4 separate regions of the Sus scrofa genome follow, and regions 1, 3 and 4 are each linked to region 2. Evidence: chromatin contacts called from public Hi-C, HiChIP or PLAC-seq and promoter capture Hi-C data. All regions are on one chromosome and are shown on one strand. Each heading gives the region's core, a stretch centred on a gene start, on an enhancer-like site or on the middle of the called end of the contact. The rest is flanking DNA. Distances are from core to core; before and after follow the strand shown.

The links. Promoter capture Hi-C pulls out the DNA fragments that hold promoters and counts their contacts. A called contact is a pair of places that touch in the nucleus more often than the background predicts. HiChIP or PLAC-seq counts read pairs in DNA pulled down with a chosen protein or histone mark.
Region 1: a Hi-C map of liver shows a contact between it and region 2, with 4 times the contacts expected there. The contact joins the promoter of ZKSCAN7 here to the promoter of TCAIM in region 2. A contact is called at or near these places in 1 of 5 promoter capture datasets (liver) and 2 of 47 Hi-C or Micro-C datasets (embryonic fibroblasts and liver).
Region 3: a contact with region 2 is called in a promoter capture Hi-C map of liver, with 2.5 times the contacts expected there. The contact joins the promoter of ZNF445 here to the promoter of TCAIM in region 2. A contact is called at or near these places in 1 of 5 promoter capture datasets (liver), 2 of 47 Hi-C or Micro-C datasets (fetal liver and skeletal muscle) and 1 of 2 datasets of contacts at active chromatin or transcription factors (alveolar macrophages).
Region 4: an H3K27ac HiChIP or PLAC-seq map of alveolar macrophages shows a contact between it and region 2. The contact joins the promoter of ZNF197 here to the promoter of TCAIM in region 2. A contact is called at or near these places in 2 of 47 Hi-C or Micro-C datasets (heart right ventricle and skeletal muscle) and 1 of 2 datasets of contacts at active chromatin or transcription factors (alveolar macrophages).

What each region holds. Positions count from the first base shown.
Region 1 is chr13:27,837,712-27,840,692 of Sscrofa11.1, forward strand. It overlaps ZKSCAN7 (zinc finger protein with KRAB and SCAN domains 7), which reads left to right and starts at 1,484. Exons shown (of 6, transcript XM_013990082.2): 1 at 1,484-1,581.
Region 2 is chr13:27,646,390-27,649,487 of Sscrofa11.1, forward strand. It overlaps TCAIM (T-cell activation inhibitor, mitochondrial), which reads left to right and starts at 1,681. Exons shown (of 12, transcript XM_021071724.1): 1 at 1,681-1,944.
Region 3 is chr13:27,781,866-27,784,979 of Sscrofa11.1, forward strand. It overlaps ZNF445 (zinc finger protein 445), which reads right to left and starts at 1,483. Exons shown (of 7, transcript XM_003358387.4): 1 at 1,379-1,483.
Region 4 is chr13:27,873,834-27,876,947 of Sscrofa11.1, forward strand. It overlaps ZNF197 (zinc finger protein 197), which reads left to right and starts at 1,641. Exons shown (of 6, transcript XM_013981533.2): 1 at 1,641-1,805.

The DNA.
Region 1 (2,981 bases), core at 234-2,733, 190 kb after region 2:
AGGATCCAGCATTGCCATGAGCTGTGGTGTAGGTCACAAACATGGCTCGGATCCGGCACTGCTGTGTCGTAGGCTGGCAGCTGTAGCTCTGATTAGACCCCTAGCCTGGAAACCTTCACGTGCCGTGGGTGTGGCTCTAAAAAAAGCAAAAAAAAAAAAAAAAAAAAAAAAAAAAAGATATGGCTGGCCCAAAATATTAATTATAGTCCCTGAAGAAGAACTAAAAATCCTTGGCTTTGTTCAATGGCTAAAGTATTATTTATTTATTATTATTGTCTAGCTTAAATGTTTTCCTTTCTGCATTTTCTCATTTCTCTGGTTAAATTTATTCTTTGGCTAAAGATTTCATACAGACAAAAGGCAGATAGAGGACATGGATGGGGGGGTCTATTCTGGGAAGGCTTCACAGGGTCCCACTTGGTTAAATTAGGGGGCTGTTGTAGAATTCCCAGAAATCACCTCAGAGGACACTCGAGGAAGATGGAGAATAGCTTTATTACACCAGTGGGTCCATGGGGAATGGCTTCCCAATCATGGACCCCAAACTGAAAGGGGGAAATACATTAATAGTGCTTGCTTACATGTCTAACATGCTACCTTAACCTTTAGTTACATGCAGGATACAGAAAGATGTATAGCTGTACAGAATGTCTTATGTTGTTATTTTAATGATTAACCTCAAGTACAATCTAGCTATTTCAAATATCTTGAGAACAGTTGGGGCCCAGAGTTTCTCAAGTTCTAATGACTTTGTTTTTCTCAGAGCCCTTGTATGGGTCATCTTAAGTTCACCAAGATGGATGGTTGGGCAGCAAGATAACTTTGCTCTTGTCAAGCTCCCTATTCCCTTTTCCACACCCCTACAAGACCTCTGCTTGGACACCAGAGTGCGGTTCTGTTTTAGGAAAGATTAACCACATCCATGGGCTGAAACATCATAATCTCTGTGCTCTTTTCTTCATCAATAAGACGGAGATAACTTGCTCCTTTCATTAAGATATGTTGGGGAGTTCCCCGGTGGCTCAGTGGGTTAAGAATCTGGGTTGTCATTGCTGTGGCTTCCATTCCTGGCCTGGGAACTTCCACATACAAACTAAAAACCACTCATACTGGGTGAAAAATGCCCTGGGCATCACATACAGTATAATAATTACGGTCAGTATATCTCAATGCTCACAGCCCTGGGAGGCATACACTGGGCTCTGCCTTTTTCAGATCAAAAAAACAGGCTCAGAGACTAGGTATCTTTCCAAAGGTCAGGAGGGGAAAGGGTAGACTTTGGGTGCATGACGGTCGCCCAGACCTTAAATAGCCTAAGAAAAGCACGTGCACACTAATCAGGCCGGGCCCTTACTGCCCTTGCCCTGCCCCAGCTCGGTTGGGTGAGGGTAGTCAATACGCTCAAGGGGCAGCGGCCTCTCCAGGTGCGGGGGCGCACGCGCCCACCTTAGAGACGGAGACTTCCGGGATCCTGGTGAGGCCGGAAGTGGGACCTCTCTCGCTTCCGGCTCGGCCATTGTTTTCGCTTGTGCGGGCCGCTGGCTCTCCTAGGTGTCTAGGGCTTGCCGCTTCTGTGCCCCGGTGAGCGGACACGGGGCGAGGAGGGAGGTGCTTTGGGGGCCAGGGCCACTGGGTCGGAGCCTCTAGGCCACCCACAACCCAGGTCGGTGACGCCCCCTGATGTACCCTGGTCTCCGCCGGCTGCGCGGTTCCCGTGACTCTCAGAAGCAGCCAGATTTAGAGCCGCCTCTTTGTCCCAGTTTCCTGACCAGCCGTGCCTGGCACGGAGCCCGGCACCTGCGGGTACAGCGATGCACAGGGCAGACGTGGCCAGGTGAGCGCCGCCGCGGAAGCCTGGTTGAACGCGAAATGTAGATAGGTTTTTTTTCCCAGCCTTGCGCTCGGAGACAGAACAAAGCGTCAGAAGTGGGTCAGACCCAGTCGGAATTTCAAACGTGAAGTATGAAAATGCAGATGAGATAAGGGACTGAGCATTCGGAGCAGTAAGGGAAATAGGAAAATGGCCTGAACTTTATATGTTCTCGCATAGCAAAGTTCACAAATTTTAAGACATTGAGGCCTGCAGAGTAGTGGCTTGCCCAGGCTGCAAAGATGCATGGTGAATTGGAAGTATGGAACAGTTGATTTAGTTACCACTAAGGTGCTGATGATTCTCAGAGTTTCAAAGTATGTAAACTGGATAAAAATCGCCCCTCCTCCGGTACCCCCCGCAAGCGTAACTGCACTGTCAGCTAAATGAACTGCATTCATTTGCTTCCTAGATGTGTGCCTCTCTATGTCAAGTACACACACATGTACAAAGATTACTGAGAACCAGCTCTGGAGTTCCCGTCGTGGCGCAGTGGTTGGCGAATCCGACTAGGAACCGTGAGGTTGCGGGTTCGGTCCCTGCCCTTGCTCAGTGGGTTGATGATCCGGCGTTGCCGTGAGCTGTGGTGTAGGTTGCAGACGCGGCTAGGTTCCCGCGTTGCTGTGGCTCTGGCGTAGGCCGGTGGCTGCAGCTCTGATTCGGCCCCTGGCCTGGGAACCTCCGTATGCCGCTGGAGCGGCCCAAGAAATAGCAACAACAACAACAATAACAACAACAACAAAAAAAAAAGACAAAAAAAAAAAAAAAAAGAACCAGCTCTGACCTGTGAATTCTCCCAGAAAGCGGGGCGACAGTTGTATAAATCACTAACACAGTGTAAGAAGTGCCCCAGCAGAGTTTTGAATGAAAAAATACTGTGGGTTCACTGAGTCAGTAGCCACACTTAAGCCTGGAGAGATCCGAAAGGCTTTCTAGAGGAGATGCGTTGAGTAGAGGAGAGTCTGGCATTTCTAACTCCTGTTAGTTTCCTTTCCTTTTGTGGCCATCCATTTGGATGGATGTGAGTGGTGAGTTGTGCACAAACTAGTTAAAAATATGGTGTTATAGTAAGAGATACAGAGAGGGAGACTACCAGCTACCCTTCTTGCAT
Region 2 (3,098 bases), core at 431-2,930:
TATGTTACCTTAGGTATGACTAAAGAAATCAGTACTTTAAATATACCAGAACTTAACTATCCAAACAAAGATTGTACCTTTCAGACCGTCTTAGGAGGTTTAAACTTCTCTGAACCCATCTTCAGAAATCTGTAGCAGTCATTCTCAAGGTGATCATCCTCAGTCCTTAGCTTGATACATTAGATTTGATACTTTACACCATTATTTATTTATTTATTTAGGCCATGCCACAGCATGTGAAAGTTCCTGGGCCAAGGATCAAACTGTGCTGCAGTAGCAGCCTCTGAGCCATAGCTGCAGCAACACAGGATCCTTAACCCACTGCACCACAAGGGAAGTTCCTTTAAACCATAATTTTAAATCATTTAGAGAAAAACTCTGAATAAGATAATAAGTGTGACTAGCAGGACTAAACGTATTTCTTAAAGGAGTCCCAAAATAGGGTAATGGCAGCATGATTGGAATGAGTATAACCTCACAAGAATAAAAACGGTAAAGCCTAGCACTAGGCAGAATGCTCTGCTAAGATAAAATGTGGAATGGTGAATACACATGAATGGGATAGAGAGGCAGAAGGTGATGGTCAAGACAGTTCTCTAGTATGAACAAACTGGACTGCCATTACTAAAATTCAGAACCTAGGAAATAGTTTGGAGATTACCACAATCAGTTTGAGGTGACTTTGAGGGTGGAGAACAGTAAGTGGGCAATTATAATCTAGTTTTTTCTATGGCTGATAAGTGAAACCCAAAGAAAAGAATTAAAGAAATATGAGACTATTCAGATGCCAGTGGCATGGATGCATTTGAAAGGATGAAAATGCAAGAGATGACAAACAAGCTTTTAAAGTAAAAATGGGGTTGAATGGAACAGACCACAGGTTGCCCAGATTGTTTCTAATGAGAGGTCAGGAACTCTGAGGGCTGGAACAAATAGAGGTTTGGGGAGGGGGTGGTGTTTGCTTTTAAACCTCGGTCGACGGTGCCAAAAGAGAGAAAAGGAAAAAAAGCTCTAATTGTATTTGCCTTATTCTCTCTGTGGCAGTTTATGCGGGTAACCAAAGTCTTAAAAGCGAAGTACATGTAATATTAAAACCCCCAAGCTGATGGAGAGTGCTTAAGGTTTCAAAATACCCAGATATTGAAGGGGCCCGAGGTTAAAAAGAAAATGCAAACCGGAAAAAAAAATTTTTTTAATTAGCTATATTTATGGGAAAATGCCAAAGGGAATACTTTTAAGACACTTTTTGGTCTGAAGAAAAACTAAAAGCTAAAGGACATGCTTTTTAAGAACTTTAAAATCTGGAGCTTTCAAGTGAGAGCTGTAGTTAAGGCGCCAGCTCCTAACACAGTGTTGGCTGAAACGCCCAGGCAGCCTCCAGCCGTCCCAGGCGGCCAGGGTTGGGGGCACCCGGATCGGAGTGGGGGTGGGGTGGGTGGGGAGCAGAGCCGGCGCATGCGTGCGCGCTCTAGCCCCCCGCTCCAATCTCCCGGCTCCATCTCGCGTTCAATCGCACTTCTTTACACGCCCTCCGCGCAAAGACCTTCCGGCCACCTGCCGCCCAATCATCTTCCGACTCCCTCCCGCTTCGTCCTTCACATCTCTTAGAGCTCTCCAGTCGCACTTCTCAAAGCTTTCAGCGGAGCGCGCTGAGCCTCTTCCCGGCCGGAGGTAAGAAAACGGATCTGAGCTTCCAAGGCTGCGTGCAAGACAGGCGGTCACCTGGTTGTTGACGTCAGCGCGGGGCTGAGAGCCTCTAGGGTTTTAACCCGCGTCTCCTGCTACGCGCAGGCGCCCGAAAGGAAGACTTGGCATGCTTCGGCCAATGAGAGCGCGTTCTGCGACTCCTCTCTAGCCAGCCTCCGCAGCCGGCGCAGAAGGACGGGTGGAGCGGAACGCACCCAGCTGAGATTTCGAGGGCGGGAGGCCGAGAAAGCACTGCGGGTAGGGGCTTGTCAGAGTTTGTCTTCGGGCGGGTGGAGGACCAGGCCGGCAGCGCGCGCTCGTTGGTCCGCCCGGGGCCCCGGTGCGCATGCGCTCCCGCACGGCCCAGCACGGCCCAGCGCGCCGCCGCACACCCCTGCGGTAGGAGCGACTGTTCCTCTTGGTATGTGGTGGGAGGTGGAGCGGGTCGGTGGAAACTCTCTGGGCAGATCCGTGCCTGAACTGTTAAGGAGAAGGTGGGGAGGGACTCCGTTTGTGCCTTCAGGCTGTTGGGCGCAGGAGGGGGTGGGGGCGGCGTTGGGGGTGGGCTGCTCTTGGAGTCCCCAAGTTCCAGCTTTTGAACACAGGCAGTGCCAGGGGCCAGAGTACCCGCAACGCATCTGTTTTAACTTGTTTTGAAATGAGAAACCTAAGGTGATTTAGGTTTTATTTTTCCGTCTGTCATACTTCCCCGAAGTCTTTGACTTATCATAGGAATTGTTATTCAAATCTCATGGCAGATTTAGAAAAGGAATCTTAAAAACCTAAATACTTTGCTACAATTTATTAATTTCTCTAAAGGGCTTCCTGCTTTTACTTTTGCTTTTTCTTGGTCCTTTCACCTTCTCTAACAAGTATTAAACTGAAAAGCAACCAAAAATTGCCTGTTTTTCTCTCTCCTTAGAACTACTTTTTAAAACCTGACAAGATAGTTACTAAGTTTAAATGAGAGTAGCCTGAGGATATTAACTCTTTTAAAATAAGTTACTTTCAAATAAAAATGTGCCAAATGGCCACAGATCAGTTCTAGGACCTCCATTTGGTAAAAATGATTTCAGTCAAAAGTAATTTAAACAAAAGTTTTTTTCTGAACTACCCATAAGTTGGCTTTCCCACCAATTTAGTTATCTCTCTACCAAATTTGATTTGAAACCTAACAGGAAACTTGATGTCTCTCTATTAACAGCACAGAATTTAGGTTAAAATCAGAAATGTTCATCTTATGAAATAGAAGCTAGTATCACTATTAAGTGGATTACAGCAGCCATTTCCGATGGTTTTTAAAGGAATGTGGACCTTCTTGCCTTCCACTCTCCATCCAAAGTCTTCCAGAGCACCATTCTCTAAATGTAGCACCTGGGAGTTTCTTCTAATACTCTGTGCAAGGCTCTGTC
Region 3 (3,114 bases), core at 233-2,732, 140 kb after region 2:
TGAACAAGGCCAGGGATCAAACCCTCAACCTCATGGTTCCTAGTAGGATTCGTTAACCACTGAGCCACAAGATGAACTCCGAAATGCAAACAGTTTTAAAGAAGACTGGCCACTACTTTAGCTTAGGAAGGTAAATATTCTCTGATTTCTTAGGCTTGTATAAATGAGAAGACAGTAGAGTGGTTTTAGGTTACAGCTGTGCCTTGTTTTTTAAAATGGCATTTTATATGCCACGCTTTCATTCTGAAAACAGAGACAATCACCCTAATACATATCATTCATTGAGCATGAAGGGAAGCCCAGGTCACCCAGGAGGAGATAGAGTAACTTCTGCTGACTCCAGGCACCAGGCAGGAACAGTTCCTGATGGCACCAGACACACAATCACTCTCCGGTCAACTCATCACATTCGCTAAACTGTAACTGATAAAAATAACCTTGACAAAAAACAGGACTTCTAAACTCCCCTACATATTCTGGAAGCTCCAAGACCCTGGCCAACAGTCTGGCCTCAAACCCGACTGTTGCCCCTCCTTGCTGATTAAAGGCAAACTGGTTCTGTTGAAACAGTCTCATTTCTTTCTGTAACCACCTCTTTTCCTTACGCGCATGTCCAGCTTCATGTACTAGAGAAAATAAGCTACAAACAAAATGTTTTCTTTTCATTATACTTGCAAAAATATGTCTCATTGGTGTCATAATGCTGGCAACAATTTTAACCAATATACGAATAAACGCATTCCACAAGTTGAAAATAAAACAGTATGAATGTACTTAATGCCACTGAATTATACATTTTAAAATGGCTTAAATGATCAATTTTCACGTATCGTGTGATAAATGTTATGTTTTACCACAATACTAAAAAAAGGCCTTTTAAAAGCAATAATATACAAATATGAAACCACGTTATACACCTGAAACTAATATGTGGATGACGTCTTAATTTTTTAAAATTAAAATATACGGATTACTTATTTTTAAAGCAGTAAATTAATTCCATTTCTTTAAAACTGTATATGTAATATATTGAGTTTGCATAATCATGCACAAAATTAAAAAGGTCCGGAAGTCCCGAGGAAAAAAAAATCAACGAACTGCATTTACTTTTACTTTCTTACGCTCACTGGCGTCACCTAATTGTAAAGAGTGCGCTTTGTTTGCATAATTGGGAGGTGTGGTAGAACACAGAAACGATTACTCCAAATTCTCGCCCCTGGCGGCAAAACGCAGGCAAATACGCCCTCACCGCGGCGGGTCGGGCTCCCAGGCCAGACCCCCGCCCCGGGCGCGGCCTCCAGGCCGAGCCTCAACCCACCGCCCCTGGGAACCCCGCACAGCAGCCCCCACAGGACCCTCGCCCCACCGAGCCGCTCACCGACTTCTGCGGCCGAAAAACGCTGGCTCCCCAGACCGGACGGCCCAACCCGCGCCAGCCTCCCGGCTCCCGGAGCTCTGCTGGCTCATATCGCGCACGCGCGTCGCCGCGGCGCGGGCCTCCTGGCCTCTCTAGGAAGCTGGGAGGGCCGTAGTCTCGACTTCTCTGGGTGGGCCCCAGTGGTCCTCTGTGCTTCCTCTGAGCCCAGCCCAGAGGGTTGTCAACACACCCTCCACCTAACACGCTGGACGCCTGCTTAGTTATATTCATGCCTTAGAGCTCTGTATTGCAGTCGCTGGAGACCAGGCAGGTTCACTCTAGATTCAGGCAACCTAAAAAAGAGCCGAAGCGCAGTAGAGCATACATCCCTTTATTGGCATCAAAAGCAGCATAGAAAGTCCCGTTTGCCTTTTATATTGGTATACACAAGGCCGGCTATTTGCCAAGACATTAGTTACGTAAGGGGTAGTCGTCATCACATTCTATTCCACAAGCATATACATAGTCTTTTTTTTTTTTTTTTTTCTTCTTTCTTTTTAGGGCCACTCACGTGGCATTTCGAGGCTAGGGGACGAATAGGAGCTGCAGCTGTTGGCCTACACCACATCCATAGCACCGCCAGGAGGAAAGGCCATCAGCGTGTGTATCGGCAGGTCCAATTGGCCAGTAAGTACGCCCACCGATGTTGACCATAGACCCAGAGGTTACCGCAGGGAACAGGGGAAGCAGGGATGTTCATGCAAAGGGCTTTGGGAAGCCATCCCATTATTGTTCCCATGCCTTGCTTTTTAACACAGTGAAGGCTTTTTAGTTAACTCAACATTTGCCTTGCTTTTTAATACAATGAGGGCTTTTTACAGTTAACTCGACATTTTCTAGGGTAAGCCACCCCAGCCCATCCCATACAGAATACCTGTTGACTAAAAAATTACACAACCTGAAAGTTGAGAGTTAAGTTTTATTTGGGGTGAAATTAAGTCTTAAGCCCCGGGAGACAGCATCTCGGGTAGCCCTGAGAAACTGCTCCACTCTGAGGCATGAGGGAGGAGCTAGGATATATGGGGGGAGGGGGTGGTGCAACAAAGGATAGGCAGCAGGAACAAAAGAGGCCTGGGCTCACTGAAATCATTCCTTTGATATGCACCTCCACTATCAGGGCCAGTATCCTGAGTTTTCATAGCCTGCAGAACTCAGTGGCTCTCACCGTTGGAAGAGACTGCTTTTACAGATGACTATGACATTCTTCACCATTAACTACAGACCAGGCAGAAATACCACCCAGGATAGGATAAAGGTGAGGAGGAGGTGCATGCAGCACACACACATTTTATAAAAGTTTGTTGCTAATCTCTTGAAGGTTACTACTAGTCCCAAGGAACAGACATCACCATGAAGGATTTTAGTGTTTTTCTAGATATGGGAATCTGCAAGAATTGGGTACATAAAATCTTCTCATAAAAATATCTATCTGAAGGCCTGTTCTTTCAGTTTTCCTAGAGCACAGACCACTGCACTCCGGGACTCCATCCTGAGCTTCACTTGGGGTGCTGTGGGTCTATGGCTGCAGTGGCTCATGTTTTACTCCATGTAGAGGCTGATGACAAGTGCCAAACTTAAGTTCACATACCCAGCCCAAGGGCGCTAATGATTTACTTGTTCACGTGCCAGAGCAAACACCTTGGCCTTCTTATTATTCCATTGTGGATTGTCATTGCCACTGTTCGAGTCCTGTAACC
Region 4 (3,114 bases), core at 391-2,890, 230 kb after region 2:
GCCAGTTATTGTCCCATTCCTTCTCTCATCTGTGTTTCAGATGAAACCTCTATTATTATATAGGCATCATTTGGCTGTATAATACCAGCCATGTTCCCTGAAGTCCATTTCTGCTCCAGAAGGCAGGTTGGTAAGGGGTAAAAAAGGAGATGGCAGACTTCTTTCTGGGTAATGCAGACACAGGACCTGACTAGTTCCAACTCGTTCCACTGACCATTTCAAATTCACATGGTACAATTTGACTTATGTAAAGATATATATAGATTTCCCTGTGCTATACAGTAAGATCTTGTCTTTTATCCATTCAATATATAAGTTTTCATGTGCTAATCCCAAACTCCCAATCCATCCCTCTTCCACCCCCAAAAGACCGGCTGCAACCAGATGCAACCAAGGTGGCCTTAAGAATAATCCAGTCATTGACCGTTAACTCATTATACCCTCATTTTTTTATTTTTAATTTTTAATTCTTTTATTTTAGGGCCGCACCTGCAACATATGGAAGTTCCCAGGCTAGGGCTCCAATGGAAGCCGCAGCTGCCCTCCTACACCACAGCCACAACAATGCGGGATCCCAGCCACGAGCTGCAACACCATAGCTCACCGCAATTCCAGATCCTTAACCCACTGAGCAAGGCCAGGTATCAAACCCATGTCCTCATGGATACCAGTCAGGTTTATTACTGCTGAGCCTTGATGGGAACTCCTATACCCTCATTGAAATAACTAAAAATCATTCCCCCTTATGCCATGACAGTTTTAAGATGGACCACAAAAGGCCTAAAAGTAGGCAGACTTACTGGGAAATCTCTATACTTCCCCAAATAGCAAGAATATTGCTCCCACTCATTAGCATATAAAATTACTTAGCCCATACAAAACCTATAACCCCTTGCTTTGAGGCCATTCTCACTTTCTGAGACTGTCAGCATTCTGCCTATGAAGTGTGTATTCTAAATAAACTCACTTTTATTTTTTTCTGGCTCCCTCTTGACTTCTTTCCTAGGAGAAACCAAGGACCCCCATTTGGCTGTCATCCTAAGGACTCCAGTGACATTTCTCTCTCCTGCAAGACCCTTTTGGAGTCTCTTTTGGGTCTGTCTCCTATAGGGGTGACAATTCCAGAAATCTAAACTTAAAGGATTGAAGTTTCCTTTACACAGATCCAACTTTACCCAGGATGATGGGCAACTCCAATGACCTACTCATTCCAGGGAGGTGGTGTTCCCCCCATCTGTATAGGACCTTGCAGTTGCACCTTGATTAATATTTAACGCCAAAACTCCATTATCTAATCATTTGGGTGAGAGATACATGACAGTAAGCAAATTCCCAAGGGAGTCATGTATAAACCATATTATTACTTAATATGAGAACTGCCCTAGGTTCAAGAATAGATTGGAAAAGCGACCCATGAAGACATAAGGAATTACTCCCTACCAATGTCAGTTTAAATGCAAAGTGAAACAGAAAGCTCCAAGTCCTTCAGGAGGCAACAAGCCTCTGGCTGACCTGGACCCTGTGATTGACCTCTGCAGTCTGGACTACAGCTTCTCAAGAGCCTAGGAGCCCCGCCCTTCCTTACCTTCAAAGGGCAAAGCTAGGAACCATAGAGATGTAGCTTCCTAGAGAGCCGGGACAGGGAGTAGGGGCGTGAGCGACCGGAAGTGTAGGTACTCGGGGGTCAGCCATTATTTTGGGCTTCGGCCCTCGTCGCGTCCAGTTCTGGTGTCATCTCCCTGCGTCCCGGCGCCGAGGCGGCGGTCCCCAAGGCTGGAGCCGCCGCGGGAGCCCCGGTGAGCGAGGTGGGCTCCGGTCGGATTGGCAGCGCGTAGGGCGGCCCGTGGTGCGGCTTGAGCTCTCCAGGGGAGCGCACCTCTCGCCGGCCCAGACCCCAAGCTCCTTCCTTTCTCAGCTCGGTGTTGAGGTGGATGCCTTGACTGCGGCTTGGGGAAGGTATTGAAGACAGCGCCCCCGAGTCTGTGTTTGTGTCTGTGGACCGGTCCTCGAATCAGTAGAATGTACAGTCCCTTTGAGAACAGCGCCCTCAGTAGCCAGGTTCCCCAGCTTAGGCCTCTCTGCGGTTTCTCAGTCTTTTCTGAGGCTGATGCTGACAGTTGAGATGTACGAGGAGCAGGGGCTCCCAGGCTTATGGGGACTTTGGTTTTCGTTTTTCTTAAGGAATTGGCAGACTCCCATCTTTAAATTTTGTTATATGGTATTTAATAAGCAAACTGAGACCTCCCATACCACCATTGCTTCAGAGAATATATTTCCACACTAAACACTAAATGGCGTCGTTTGCAAAACAGGTTGTTGCCAACCTGTCAGTGACTATGTACGGTTGTTGTTGTTATTTTGTTGCTTTTACATCTTGTTAGATTAAAGCTTTATAATGAACTGTTGTTTGGGAACCATTGCTTTAGAATAGTTGTTTGGCTTTCAGAAGTCTTTCTAAAGTTTTTTTTTTTATTTTAAAATTTTTATTGGAGTGTAGTTGACTTACAGTTTTGTGTTTCAGATGTACAGTAAAGTGAATCAGTTATGCAAATACATAGATATATATTCATTTTCAGATTCTTCTCCTTATCAGTTATTACCGAATATTGAGTAGATTTCCCTGAACTATAGAGTAGATCCTATCTTACATATAGTAGTACTTACCTATCTTACATATAGGTACTTACCTGTCTTACATATAGTAGTTTGTATATATTAGTCCCAACCTCCTAATTTATCCCTTTTCACCATGTTTCCCCTTTGGTAGCCATTAGTTTGCTTTCTAAATCTTTTAGTCTGTTTCTGTTTTGTAAGTTCTTTTGTATCATTTTTTAAATTAGATCTCACATATTAGTGATCTCATATATTTGTCTTTGTCTTACTAAGACTTGAAATTAGTATGATAATTTCTAGGTCTGTCTATGTTGCTGCAAATGGCACAGAAGTCTTTTTTTCAAATTAAAGTATAGTTGATTTACAATGTTGTGCGAGTTTCTGCTGTACAGCAAAGTGACCCACTCATTCATATTCGTATATGTGTGTGTGTGTGTGTTTTGCTTTTTAGGGCCTCACCTGCAGGGTATGAAAGTTCCCAGGTCGAATTTGAGCTGCAGC